Regions from separate parts of the Sus scrofa genome. Here region 1 is linked to region 2. A link is a contact called in public promoter capture Hi-C data. All regions are on one chromosome and are shown on one strand. The core of a region is the stretch at or near the end of the contact, and the rest is flanking DNA. Distances in the headings are between cores, read along the strand shown.

Region 1 (5,796 bases), core at 3,130-5,629, 93 kb after region 2:
ACTTAATCACTGGAAAAAGTGATTTCAGTGAAATAGGCTTGGTACCATAGTGTGTGTTTGTACAAGCTCTTGCATTTCCCCCCCCCCTTTTTTTGTCTTTTTGCCATTTCTTGGGCCGCTCCCGCGGCATATGGAGGTTCCCAGGCTAGGGGTCTGATCGGAGCTGTGGCCACCGGCCTACACCCGAGCCACAGCAACGCGGGATCCGAGCCGCGTCTGCAACCTACACCACAGCTCACGGCAACGCCGGATCGTTAACCCACTGAGCGAGGGCAGGGACCAAACCTGCAACCTCATGGTTCCTAGTTGGATTCGTTAACCACTGAGCCACGACGGGAACTCCTCCCCTTGTTTTTGTGAAGCTCTTATAGCAACCCGACTGGTCTGTGTTATAGCTGAGCCCTCACTCAGCTCAGGGTTTGCTGTGACCATGGCTCACGTTTTCTTTCATTTTTTTTTTTTTTGGCGGTGAGGCTGTGCTCACGACCTGTTCCCAGGCCAGGCATCGAACGCACACCACCGCAGCAACCCAAGCCACAGCAGTGCCAATGCCAGGTCCTTAACCCACAGAGCCACCAGGGAACTCCTTTCATTTTTGAGATAACTTCGGATGGGTCCATGCAGCACATCACTTGGTGTGACCACTGTAAGCGTAACTTAGTCTTTTTATCCACCCAGAAACTGTCTTCAGAGAGACCCAGCTCCGACGGGGAGGGTGTCACAGAAAACGGAGTGACTGCGTGTAATGGAAAGGAACACGGTGAGTGCTGCTCCTGCCCCAGATGGAGCAACTGAAACCCCAAACAGAAACCCTCCCCCTGGATCGGCAAACTCTGATGATGCGGAACGTGTGTCTGTGAATCCGGTTGTGCAGACGGCGTCCTGCTGTGTTACGGTGACTGACGTCCAGAGGAAGCTCCGGTTAATCCGAGGCTTCCCGGGCCCTGTTTCAGTCCTCCCAGACCTCGGCCCGCCTTTTCGCGGACCGGCTTGATGATGTGTCCTGCATACATTTTAAGCTGTGACTCACTGCCGGCGCCTTCCTCCGCTGGTTCAAGGCTGAGACACGTTTGCAGCGGGGGTGGGGTGCTGCTGCTGCCATCTCGCTGGGAGAGGCACTGTTTTTCAAGGAAAAGCACTTTGGGTGAGGCTGGAAACCCATGTGCCCATCCCGGCGCTGCCTTGGCCTAAGAACTCGATCTTGAGCGAGTCTTTCCTCTTTGAGAAGTCTCAGTTTCCCCCGTCTTTAAAACCAGGAGGCCAGGCTCACAGACGGCTGATCTTTTCAAAAAAGATTACCTGGATGTGTCTTTATTTCACCTTCATTTAATAATTTTTTTAAAAAATTGTGGCGAAATACATGGGTAACATACACATACTGTCTAACCAGGGTTTTTTTTTGTCTATTCAGGGCCGCTCCCACGGCATATGGAGGTTCCCAGGCTAGGGTCGAATCGGTTCCCAGGCTAGGGTCGAATCGGAGCTGTAGCCACTGGCTTACACCACAGCCACAGCAAAGCAGGATCCGAGCCACATCTGCGACCTACACCACAGCTCAGGGCAACGCCAGATCCTTAACTCACTGGGTGAACCCGCGTCCTCATGGATACGAGTTGGGTTCGTTAACTAACCGCTGAGCCACGTCAACTAAAAATTACAGAACCTGAAAGTTGAGAGTTAAGTTTTACTTGGGGTGAAATTAGAATGCAAGCCCGGGGGACAGCAGCTCAGGGAGCCCCGAGAAACCGCTCCCAGGAGGCGGGGGGGGGGGCGCTAGGATGTATAGGGGTTTTGCAGTAAAGGACAGGGAACAGGAGCACCAGAGGCCAGGCTCCCGCAAGTCAGTCCTGCGATGGGCAGCGCCCTCAGGGCCGGGATCCTGAGTTTTCACAGCTCTCACCCTTGGAGGGGACCCCATTCACCCATGACGGCGACATTCTTCCTCCTTAACTACAGACGGGGCTGAAATACCACCCAAGGAGGAAAAGCGGGAACCTCAGGATATGATCAAGCTGGGGGGGGGGGTGCATGCAGCACACACACGTCTTACAAAAGTTTGTTGCTGGTCTCCTGAAGGTCACGACCCGTCTCAAGGAGCAGACATCACCATGAAGGATTTTAGTGTTTTTCTAGACATGAGGCGATGCAGGAGTTGGGCACGTAGAATCTCCTAAAAATGTCTGACTCTCCAAAGACCTGGTCTCCCAGTTTCCCCAGCACACAGAGGGCCTCGCTCCTGGCTTCCCGCTGAGCTCCGGGCGGCAGCTGCAGTGGCTCGTGTGTCACTCCATGTAGAGGCTGATGGGAAGCGCCAGGCTTCAGTTCACAGCCGCGACGGGAGCCCCGTGTCCTAACCATTTCTAAGTCCCGTTTCAGCAGCAGGAAGTGGGTCGACAGGGCTGAGCTGTCATCACTGTTTTCCTCTCTAGAACTTTCCATCCTGAAAACTCAAGCTCTGCCCTCATGAAACTAACTCACCACCCTCTCCCCTCTTCCTGGCCCCCCACCCGCCAGGCTGCCTTGTCTCTCTGTAATTTTCAGCTGCTCTAGGAGCCTCATGGAAGTGGGATCGTGTAGTATCTGTCTTTTCGGTGGCTGGCTAGTTTCACCTAGTATGAGGTCCTCACAGGTCAGCCACGTTGCAGCCTGGAACAGGATTCCCTTCCTTTTCAAGGCTGAATAATATTCCTTGGGATGGACCACAAATGGTCTCCACCTGTCCGTGCGGGGACATTGGGTTGCCTCCACCTCTGGCTATTGTGAATAGAGCTGCTAGGGACACGGGTGCACAAACGCTGAATTTTTTTAGGTCCGCTTTATAAAGGTGTACATTTCACATGGTGAGATTCACCCTCCGGGGGCATACGGTTCCTTGACCAACACAGGCATGTACCCTTCACGAGAGTCAGGATCTGGAGCGTTTCCATCACCCGAGATGCCCCCGATGGCCCCACACCTGTTTTCTGTCCTCTAAGTGGAGTCCCGTGAAACAGCCTCCTGGGTCTGCTCCTTCCCATCGGCGCCACGCGTTTGGGGGGCGTCCACGTGGTGGGCCCGAGGTCTGTTCCTTGGCGGAGCAGGATGCCAGGGTGGATGTATCCATGAATTACCCATTTCCTGGTTGTCTCCGGGTAGAGCCGTTCACAAGAGCGCTGACGGAGGCACATCCACAGTCAGGCTTTTGCAGGGATGGGTTTTCATTTTTCTTGGCCGATGCCTCAGAGTGAGACCCTGTGGTCACGTGCACGCGTGTACCTTCCCGCCAGCCTTGTGCTGTCTTTTCTGTTGTGTTCTGTTTATTTGGGCCACTCTCCTAGGTGTGCGGTGCTGTGTAATTGTGCCTTGACCGTACATCTCCCCGTGAGGACAACACGGATCCTTTTTTCATGGCTTTTTTGCTACCTCTGTGTCTGTCACCCCGGGGGCAATGTCAGTTAAAATCTTTTGCCCCTATTCTCATTGGGGTTTTTTTTGCTCTCGTGGACTTCTGAGCGTTTTTTATTTGGAATGCAAGTCCTCTCTCAGATGTGTTTTGCACCTGTCCTGTCCCAGTCTGAGGCTTGACCTCCAGTTGGCTCGGCCTTGTGTGGGCAGAGAGGAGGCGGGGTTTGAGGGGACGGGGCAGCTTTGCTGGTGCAAAATAGCAGCCTCTGTTTCCCCACCCAGCTTCTCCGCCCCCAGCCCCGGGGTGGAGCGGGCGCCTTGTGGCTCAGAAATGAAGTCGCCTTAAACCAAAGAGCCGGCCAGGCCGACTCTTGATGAATTGAGACTCTCGATGAACCCATGTCACCTGGGCTTTTGTGACAATTCCAGGGTCCCGATCTCTGCCTTCGCTCATGTGATTTTCCACCTCGGTCGTGGCCGAGGGTAATTTTAGTTCTTCCCACGGGAAGCTGCCGTGTGGAAGGTATTATCTTTGTCTTCACGGGGCACATTTTGGGGCGTGAAAGGCAGGAAAGCTATCTTTAACTTTTGCCCTGAAATAGAATAACATGCAATCTCAGGTTCCTGCCCAGACACCCGGGCTCAGCAGGCACTGCCCGGGGTCTCTCTTCTTGTGGGCTGTGTCCTCTCCCAGGGCCCGTGCATAAAAGCAGCTTCTGCAGAGTGAAACCTGTCCAGCTGTCCGTGTCCACGTGGACACGTACGTGAAGACGTCTGTGTCTGATACTCTCCCTTTTCCCTTTAACAAGAGCGGCTTTCTGGGCTTTGTCAAGGTGGCCTCGGTTCCAACGCTTTCTGCCTGGCGTGGCGCTTTGCATACGGTAGACTCTTAATAAACAGTCGCTGAAGGAAGCTAATCGCTTCAGTACCTTCTGACCTTCTTACCGTAGCTTGGTTCTGGCCGCTCACTCTTGAGCCATTTGCAGCTGAGAAACGTCAGGGGTGCGCCCTTGCTCCCAGCCATGGCCCAGCTCGGATTTCTCTGCCGCCCGCGCAGAGGAGGCCCGACCTCCTGCAGCTTTTCCTGAACGAGAGCCTCTTAGCTGAACAGTCCAGACTCTGTGACCAGAGCCACGGGGAGTGACTCTGAAAACTCCAGCTTCCTCTTTGAAGGTGTCGCGCCCTGGCCTGTGCTGAGCGAGTGCAGTGCGATTTGGGTGCCTTGGCACGTTCCCACCGATGGTGCAGCTGGCACGAGAAGAGACTCGAGGCCCTCGTGCTAATGTGTGCGGAAGCGACACTTGTCCCCAAGTAACGCTCACGCGTTCACGACTTCCGCACGGGGTAACGGGCCTATTGGCCGACCTGGCACATAAACAGCCCAGTGACTTTAGCCCCATGTCCCCAGTCCTCCCAGCAGCCTGCATACAAAAACTCCTAGACTCCCATGCCCGTAGGATAAGGGGGAATTGTCTGTGTTTGTGGCATTTACAGCTTGAAAAATGCTGCGTTCTGTGGGATCTGGCCCGGCAGCTGGCACAGAGCAGGTGCGCGATAAGTGAAACCCAGGGAAGAACGGGGCGTGGCTCACACTTGATGTGGCTGTTTCTTCAAGGAAAATCCGCCACTGAAACCTGCTTCTTGGTTGTCCTCATTCCTGACAGTTAAGAGGAAGAAAAGTTCCAAATCCGAGGCCAAAGGGACCGTGACCAAAGTCACAGGGAAGAAAATCACCAAGATCATCGGTCTGGGGAAGAAAAAGCCGTCGACCGACGAGCAGACGTCCTCGGCCGAGGAGGACGTGCCCACCTGCGGTAAGACGGGCTGCCCGCCGCGCCCCGCCCCACCCCACACGCCACAACTCTCCTGGGGGACCTCTGTGTCCCTGTCCCAGTCTCAGGGGTGAGCCTCTTTGGAACTGGGTTTGCCTTCCCTTAAACTCTGGGGATGGACTCGATTTTGACTTGGGGACGTTACAGGGCGGGTGAGATGAAAAACGAACTCTCTCGTTGATCCCAGGAGGTTCTTCCACTTTCCGCCTGAGTGGTTTTAAGCTGGTACGAATGCAGGAGAGGTTGGCTGAGAAGGAGGGGCTGTGGGTGTGGCAGGGCCTTTACGGACCCCCGGGCCAGCCTTCCCCGCCCGAGGGAGCACAGCTCCACTTTCTGGGGACACCTGTGGCTCAGACCCAGCTTCACGTCCAGTCTGGCAGCCCCACCTGCCTCTGTCTTCCTCACCCTGGGCTCCAGCAGCTGCTGCCTGGCAGGCTGGTCAGCACCGGGAGGCACCTGGACCCCGATGGTCTAGTGGCCAAGTGCCCGGAACTCCAAGTCCTGGGATGGAGACAGACCTGCAAGGGCTGATCACCAACAGGAGGAGGACAAAGGGACAATGGGGAGCCTGTAGGGCGTC
Region 2 (6,242 bases), core at 1,329-3,828:
GAGGGGCAGCAAGATGCGGGAGGAGGACTGGGGGCTCTGGTACAAGGACAAGGGAAGGAGGGATGCAGCGAGCAAAGGGCCAGGGGAGAGCCAGGCGGGTAGGACCCAAGAGCATCCTTTATGTTTGCTCTCAAGGTGTCCGCTGGTGACCTTGGTAAGAAGAGGGATGAAGGAGGGGGGCAGAGTGGACTAAGGCTCGGTGGGCGAGCAGAGGGCACACCTTGGGAACACAGGTCTGAGTTCTGATGGGGCTTTCATGCCGGTGGCAAGACGGCAATATTAAACACGTAAGAGGAATTATGAGGAGTGCCAGAAAGAGGGACGGGGGCTCTGGGTGTAGGTGTTGGGGAAGGGACCCAGTGTTCGTTTTTGTCGTTTCATAACAAATAACCACAAATGTAGCAGCTGAAGGTCACACACATTCTTCATTCAGTTTCTGGGACTGGCGGTTCAGCCCATCTAGCTGGATCCCCTGTTTAGGGCTCACCCCCTTCACTCAGCGTTCTGGCCGGGCTGTGTCCTCACTTGGAGGCTCGACTAGCGAAGAGTCCGTGGTGAGCTCTTTCAGGCTCATGCTGCCTGAACCAGGGCCCAGCCCTTTGCTAGCTGCTGCCCGGAGGCTGTCCCTCAGGTTCCTGTGACCCTCCACTGGTGACTTCTCCAAAGCCTGGAAGCAGAACCTCTCTCTATGGTCTATGATGAGTTCCTATGTAATGTCATGTGACCGGGGGTGGCTGGGGGTGGCAGGCCATCATGGCTACTCCTGATATTGGCCAGAGGCTATCCTAGGTTCTGCCTGCCCCCAAGGCGGGGGCACTGTACAGGGGTGTGACTCCCTGGGGGTCACCTTAGGGAGTGTCTGCCAGTTACACTTTGTGCTAGTGTAGCCACAAAGCCTTCCTGGGGAAAAGGACATTAAGATTGAGACTTGAAGGGTCAGGGGTTGATGGGCCAAGAACAGGGGGCAAGTGTGTCAGGCAGGGGACAGCCGTCCTTTGCAGGAACTGCTTCCCTCCCTGAGATTTTGTGTTTCTGGTCTCCAAGTATATCTGCAAACAGAGGGGCCTGGCTGAAGAGGCATGGGGAAGCTTCTTATGTCCACGGAGGAATCTGGCAACTCAGACTGGAAACTGGGCTGTCAGTGGTGTGCCTGTGTGTGTGTGTGTGTTTGTGTGCTGTGTGTGTTGGGAGGCACGGAGGGGCTCTGCCCCGGTCGCTGTCAGCCTTAGCCACGCATCCATGCGCCAGGCCCTCTTCCGCACCAGAAATGAGAGGGTCGCATCCCTGCCTCGTCTGAGAGGGTCACACTTCACCGGGTGGCGGGAAAACCAAGCAGACTGAAAACTCCAGCAGGAGCTGTACCGAGGTGGGAACGCAGAGAAGGCCGGCCTGCGGTAGGGCCACAGGGCCAGGCGGAGGTCCTGGGGTCGGATGGGTCCTGGGGCGCTTGAGGGACGCAAAGACCTTGTGGGATTTCAGCTTTCATCCAGAGCACCTGTTCGGATGGACAGGCCATTGACTGAAGGAGGTGGAGGAGCAGGTGGGGGCATGGAAGAAAGCGCTTTGAGTTGGTGGTAAAACATTACAGACGCCTCCTGGGTGTCCAGCTAGGGACTTGGGAGGTCAGGGCTGGAGACTGGGGGCAGGCAGTCACTGCAGTAGGTGGATGGTTTAAAGCCTGGGTAAGCCTGAGATTTCCAGATAAGAGGGTCCATGCCCTAGCCAAGAGCCGCCCTAAAACCCCAGCACGGAGAGGCGGGGTAGAGAAGGGGCTGGATCCGGAGACTCCTGGGGGAGCCGCCAGTAGAGTGTGGTCCGGAGAGGCTTAAAGATCAAACACGGTGAGGTCAGAGGATTTATGGATCACTGGCATTTGGGTACATGTGGGTGACAGGGGGGGAGAGGAGAGCGTTCAGGTGGGGAACAGCACAGCCGCAAAAGCTTTGAGGTAGGAAAAGAAACAGCGCTGCCCGGTGCTCCTTTATCGCGGGTTTAGGTGACTGAGACATCTGGTCCTGCCTGACAGCTCCTTCAAGGAGGGCTGTTTACGTCTACTCTGCTCCCACCGCCCACCTTACAGGCTGCGAGAATATTTGAACGAATAAAAATGAACCAGTGAACGGGACTGTGTGACTAGTGTCGGGGGTGCAGGTGGTCTCGCTGCTTGGGCCTCAGTTTCTCTTTCTGCAAAGCGGGCCAATCCGATCAATTTGAGTTCCCGGTTTGAACACGTCCTGCTGGGCGAATTCCAAGCGGTCACTGAGCCCGGCCTTCCCGGGTCGGACCTGGTTGGGCCGCGGAGCCAGCTCCTCTCCGCTCCGCCCCCGGCGGGACCCCGCGGCCCCGCCCCGGCGCGGCCCCGCCCCACCTCCCTTTGTTTCTCCAGGCCCCGCCCCCTCCGCGCGGCGCCCTCCCCATTGGCCGGGGGGCGGGCCCCGAGCGCCGGGCGCCGCCGGGGGCGGGGCGGAGCTGCGCGGGCGGGGTGAGTGCGCCTGCGCCGTCCCCGAGCCCAGCCGCAGACTCTGCCGGCCGCTGCTCCGCGCGGAGCGGGAGCCGGATCCCGAGCCAGAGCGGGTGACGGGCTGCGGCGGCTGCGAGGCGGCCCCGCCCCGGGGCTCCATTGTTGCGGTGGCCCCGGCTCTGCCGGCTGCTCCGCTCTGCCTGGCTTGGCCAGGGCGCCTCCGGCAAGGAGCGAGCGCTGCCGAGGCGGCGGCCTGAGGTGAGGCGGCGGGCTTCGGGGCCAGGCCGAGCGGGGGTGCCCGGGCGGACAGGGTTCTGGGTCCGGGAGGAGGGTCCGAGGGCCAGGCGGAGGTCCTGGGGCCGGACTGGGTCCCAGGCGGCCGGGGTCCCGGAGCCAGGCCGAGGTTCAGGGCGGGACAGGGCTAGCGGGTCGGGCGAGGGTCCCAGGGCCCGGCGGGGACTCAGGCGGCGGGGTTCCAGGCCGGGCGGGGGTCCCCGTCGGGTGTGACAGGTTGAGCTGGACGCCACGGGGTCGCTGCCCGAGGTGGTGGCCGCCGCCCTGAGCGCCAGCGGGACGGGGACGCGGACGCGGACGCGGACTGACCGGGCCGTCGAGCGTCCCGGCGCTTGGGTATTGTCTCGGCCTCGGAGTGGCACCGAGGGGGCTCCGCGCCTGCTGCGACTCTGCGTGGCTCCGCGGGTGAACCCCTGCACGGGGTCCTGGTCACCCTGAGGATGGGGCCGCTGTCTCAATGTCCACTCCCTCCGTGTGTCACCGAAGGAAGCTCTGCGTGGGCCCTTGCGCGTGGGGATCCCGGCTGCCTGAGAGTGGGAGACTCTGTCTCTGGTCGCCCTTCGTTTCCCCGGCGGGGTGACTGGTTCGCTGTTTCAGTGCGTGGACCCTCAGTCATAGGGACCCTGGTTACCCTGAGAGCAGGGCTCTATTTTGCCACCCACGCCCATGACCGGTTTACTGAATGTTTGAGCGTGACCCAGGGTGGCTCCTCGTGCACGTGCACCTGCGGTGTCCTGGCCACCTTGTGAGTTGGGGGGCTCTGCCCCATCCCCTCCCCCTGTGGCTTGTCGGGGTGTGATCATTCCCAGAGGCAGGCTCCCCCCTTTCCCTCATCAGAGTGTGTGGGCGCGGGCGTGTGTGTTGTGGGTTCCATGTGTGGAGGGGTGTCCTTGTGTAGGTCGTGGCAAGCGTCTGAGCGTGGCAGGCTGTGCGTGGGGGTGCAGTGGGCCTGTGTAGGACTGGGGTCCATTCTTTTATTTAATCTCTCATTTGCTGTTTTATGAAGAAGCAGCCACACTTCCCCAAGAACTCACCCCAGCCGGGTCCCAGAGGAGCATGGGGCTGTCACCGTGCCTGGGGACCAGGGATCAGGCCGCCGCATTTCCTGCTCTGGTGAGGCCGGCCCCCAGGAGCTGGCTCTGATTGGAGGGCGTCTGGTCCCTCTGCTCAGAGCTTCTTGATTTCCGTTAGGATTGGGGGCGGGGGCGGGGGGGGGGTAGTCTGGAAAGCCAGATTTAACTTTGCAGCTCTCAGCGCCTGGAGAGTGGAAGAAACTTTCCCAAGAATTTGGCGGGCTGGAAAGTGTGTTTGAAGGAGGGGAATCCACACCCAGGGAATGAGGCCAAGGCAGTTACAGTTAGAGGTCAGATTTATGGAGAGGGTAGCGCCGGTGAGGTTGTGGGTCTGAAAACTTGGATTTCAGCCTGACGGCAAGATCTGATACTACCCTGCAGGTTCCGTATCGCTCAGCCACTTACCTAAAGTGGCGTCATTCATTTACCCTTTCGTCAAACTTGTAAAAGCACCTGTTATGTTCCACCGATGGTCCTTCTCCCTGGGGATGCAAAGTCTAAGAAGTCAGTCTTTCCCTCTTAAGAATGAGTGTTTGGTCCAAGACGGAGAACTCAGCTCTAGGCCCAAGTGGCTGTAATGTCCAGATTGCAGTTCTTTGTGAACAAGATGGGGTATGAATAACAGGAATGCAAGATGACAACGTGGTAATGACGGCGGCTGTCACCGTTGTAAAGGCCAAGTGGCCCTTCGCCCTGCCTGCTCTGCCCTCCCCCAGCTCCGGTCCTTTCAGCTTCGTCCCTCAGACCATCTCAGTTTAGGTGGCACTTCTTCTCCAAAGCCTTCCCTGAAGTCATCACGCCCTGCTCTCTGAGCGCTGCGGTCGTCAAGGACAGATTGGTCCCCTGGAGTACAGCTTTTGCCAGATGCTCTGCTAGAGGTGGGCAGGGCTTCTGAGGGAGAGGAAGAGTTATGTGTACACGAGAGGCCCCTTTTCTGTACTGCGGACCCAAGTCTTTCCTGGCCTTCAACTCTCCTAAGGGTTTGGAGATTAATAGGTGCTCCTACTTCCTGGTGTTTGTTGCCCAGTGCAGCATCCTTGATTAGAATTTATTTGCTCTGATTCTGGCTCTGGAAAGAGGTTGCTCCGTGTTCCTGCAAAGCCGTTGGGGCTTCAGCGTCCTCACCTTTGAGGGTTTTGAACAAGGTAAGCACCTTGTCAGGTCTAAACCTTTCGTTCTTTCAACCAAATACAGCAGAGGAAAGCTCTCTTGGTGGCAGTGGTATAGGTAATGGACGTCTCCGAAAATGTAAATTCTAAAGGGTCCTTCTTTAGTTCTTTCCAAAAAGTGTAATTGCATGGGTATTTACTTTGTATCAAAGGACCACTGTGGATGGATGCTTCAGCAACTTTTTGATACTGTCTCGCAAAGCCTTATTACATTTTACTTGCAACATCTGTCCTCTGTCAAGTGGGTGTGATGTTTTCCTTAATGGGGGTGCTGGGTGCAGAACTCTTGGCAGGAGCATTTTGCCGGCCTTTTGAGTGTCACATGAAGTCCGCCAACTGCAGGCATTTGTGTGGCCAGTCTCTAACGGAGATGTTAATTTGGAGAGTCTGAAATAAGAGAATTTGGGGAGAACCTTGAGTAGGCGTACGTGGCTTTGTGTAATCCTTTAAAGCATAGTTGAATCTTATTACTTGCAAAACATTGCATCATAGGTTAAATGACCTATAAGGAAGCTCCAATTCTAAGGAATGTGGTCATTAATCCTTAAAAATATTAATCTCCCTTCTGATTTATCTGTTTGGCGAGATGGGAATTTGGTGTGCTTGATTTTTTTTTTGAAGCCACATGTCTGTTTATAGAAAGGATACACAGGGTTTTTGGGTTTTTTGTTTGTTTGTTTGTTTTTGTGTGTTTTTTTTTGTTTGTTTGTTTGTTTCTTGCTCTTCTTATTGGGATGATTACAGGGATTCAAAGTAGGTGATGGCTGTTTGGTCCAGGAGTGATTGATGCCGCTGAGTTACCATTTTCATGTTAACTAGGGTTTTTGTCTTTATTTTGATTTGCAGTCTTCAATTAATTTAAAAGAGTACTTTGTCACACACTCCACGTGGTTTGTTTTGTTAGGGATCTCATTTGAGGGGAGGGGACTTCAGAAATGCAGATGGATTTTCTTTGTGGTTTCCTTAGATTGTCTTAGCGTTTTCACTGAAAATTAATACCGGTTCTGCAAGCAGGCCTAATTTTTCTATGGAGCAAATGAAAAGGGGCTTTCATAGCAGAGATGCCTGAGGATGGAGAAGGTGGCATTTGAGCTCCACTTTCCAATATTGTCCTTCTTGTTCTTTGCTGAGGAGGGCAGCTCCCCAGCTTTTCCCTGGGGGCCTGAACAAAGAGCTTCTTTCACCCCACCTCGAAGCACTGGTGCTGCTTCCTCCTTTTCCCAGTTTATGCTATTCTGTGCATCA

The links. Promoter capture Hi-C pulls out the DNA fragments that hold promoters and counts their contacts.
Region 1: a promoter capture Hi-C map of skeletal muscle shows a contact between it and region 2, with 7 times the contacts expected there. The contact joins the enhancer-like site here to the promoter of AFAP1 in region 2. A contact is called at or near these places in 2 of 5 promoter capture datasets (liver and skeletal muscle), 6 of 47 Hi-C or Micro-C datasets (embryonic fibroblasts, fetal skeletal muscle, fibroblasts and 3 more) and 1 of 2 datasets of contacts at active chromatin or transcription factors (skeletal muscle).

What each region holds. Positions count from the first base shown.
Region 1 is chr8:3,158,417-3,164,212 of Sscrofa11.1, forward strand. AFAP1 (actin filament associated protein 1) reads left to right here. Exons shown (of 17, transcript NM_001253821.1): 8 at 679-760; 9 at 5,049-5,198. Among named protein-coding and RNA genes, the nearest start is that of AFAP1, 91 kb to the left of the region's middle. Within about 2 kb of position 4,380, at least 3 of the 83 cell types and tissues checked have an H3K27ac peak or open chromatin away from gene starts, as enhancers often do. A contact at or near this core is called in fetal skeletal muscle and skeletal muscle, where this site is marked.
Region 2 is chr8:3,067,453-3,073,694 of Sscrofa11.1, forward strand. It overlaps AFAP1 (actin filament associated protein 1), which reads left to right and starts at 2,579. Exons shown (of 17, transcript NM_001253821.1): 1 at 2,579-2,719. LOC102159659 reads right to left here and starts at 3,423. Exons shown (of 3, transcript XM_021100806.1): 1 at 3,387-3,423; 2 at 2,924-3,208; 3 at 2,257-2,825. The coding sequence starts at 3,423. The coding sequence ends at 2,257.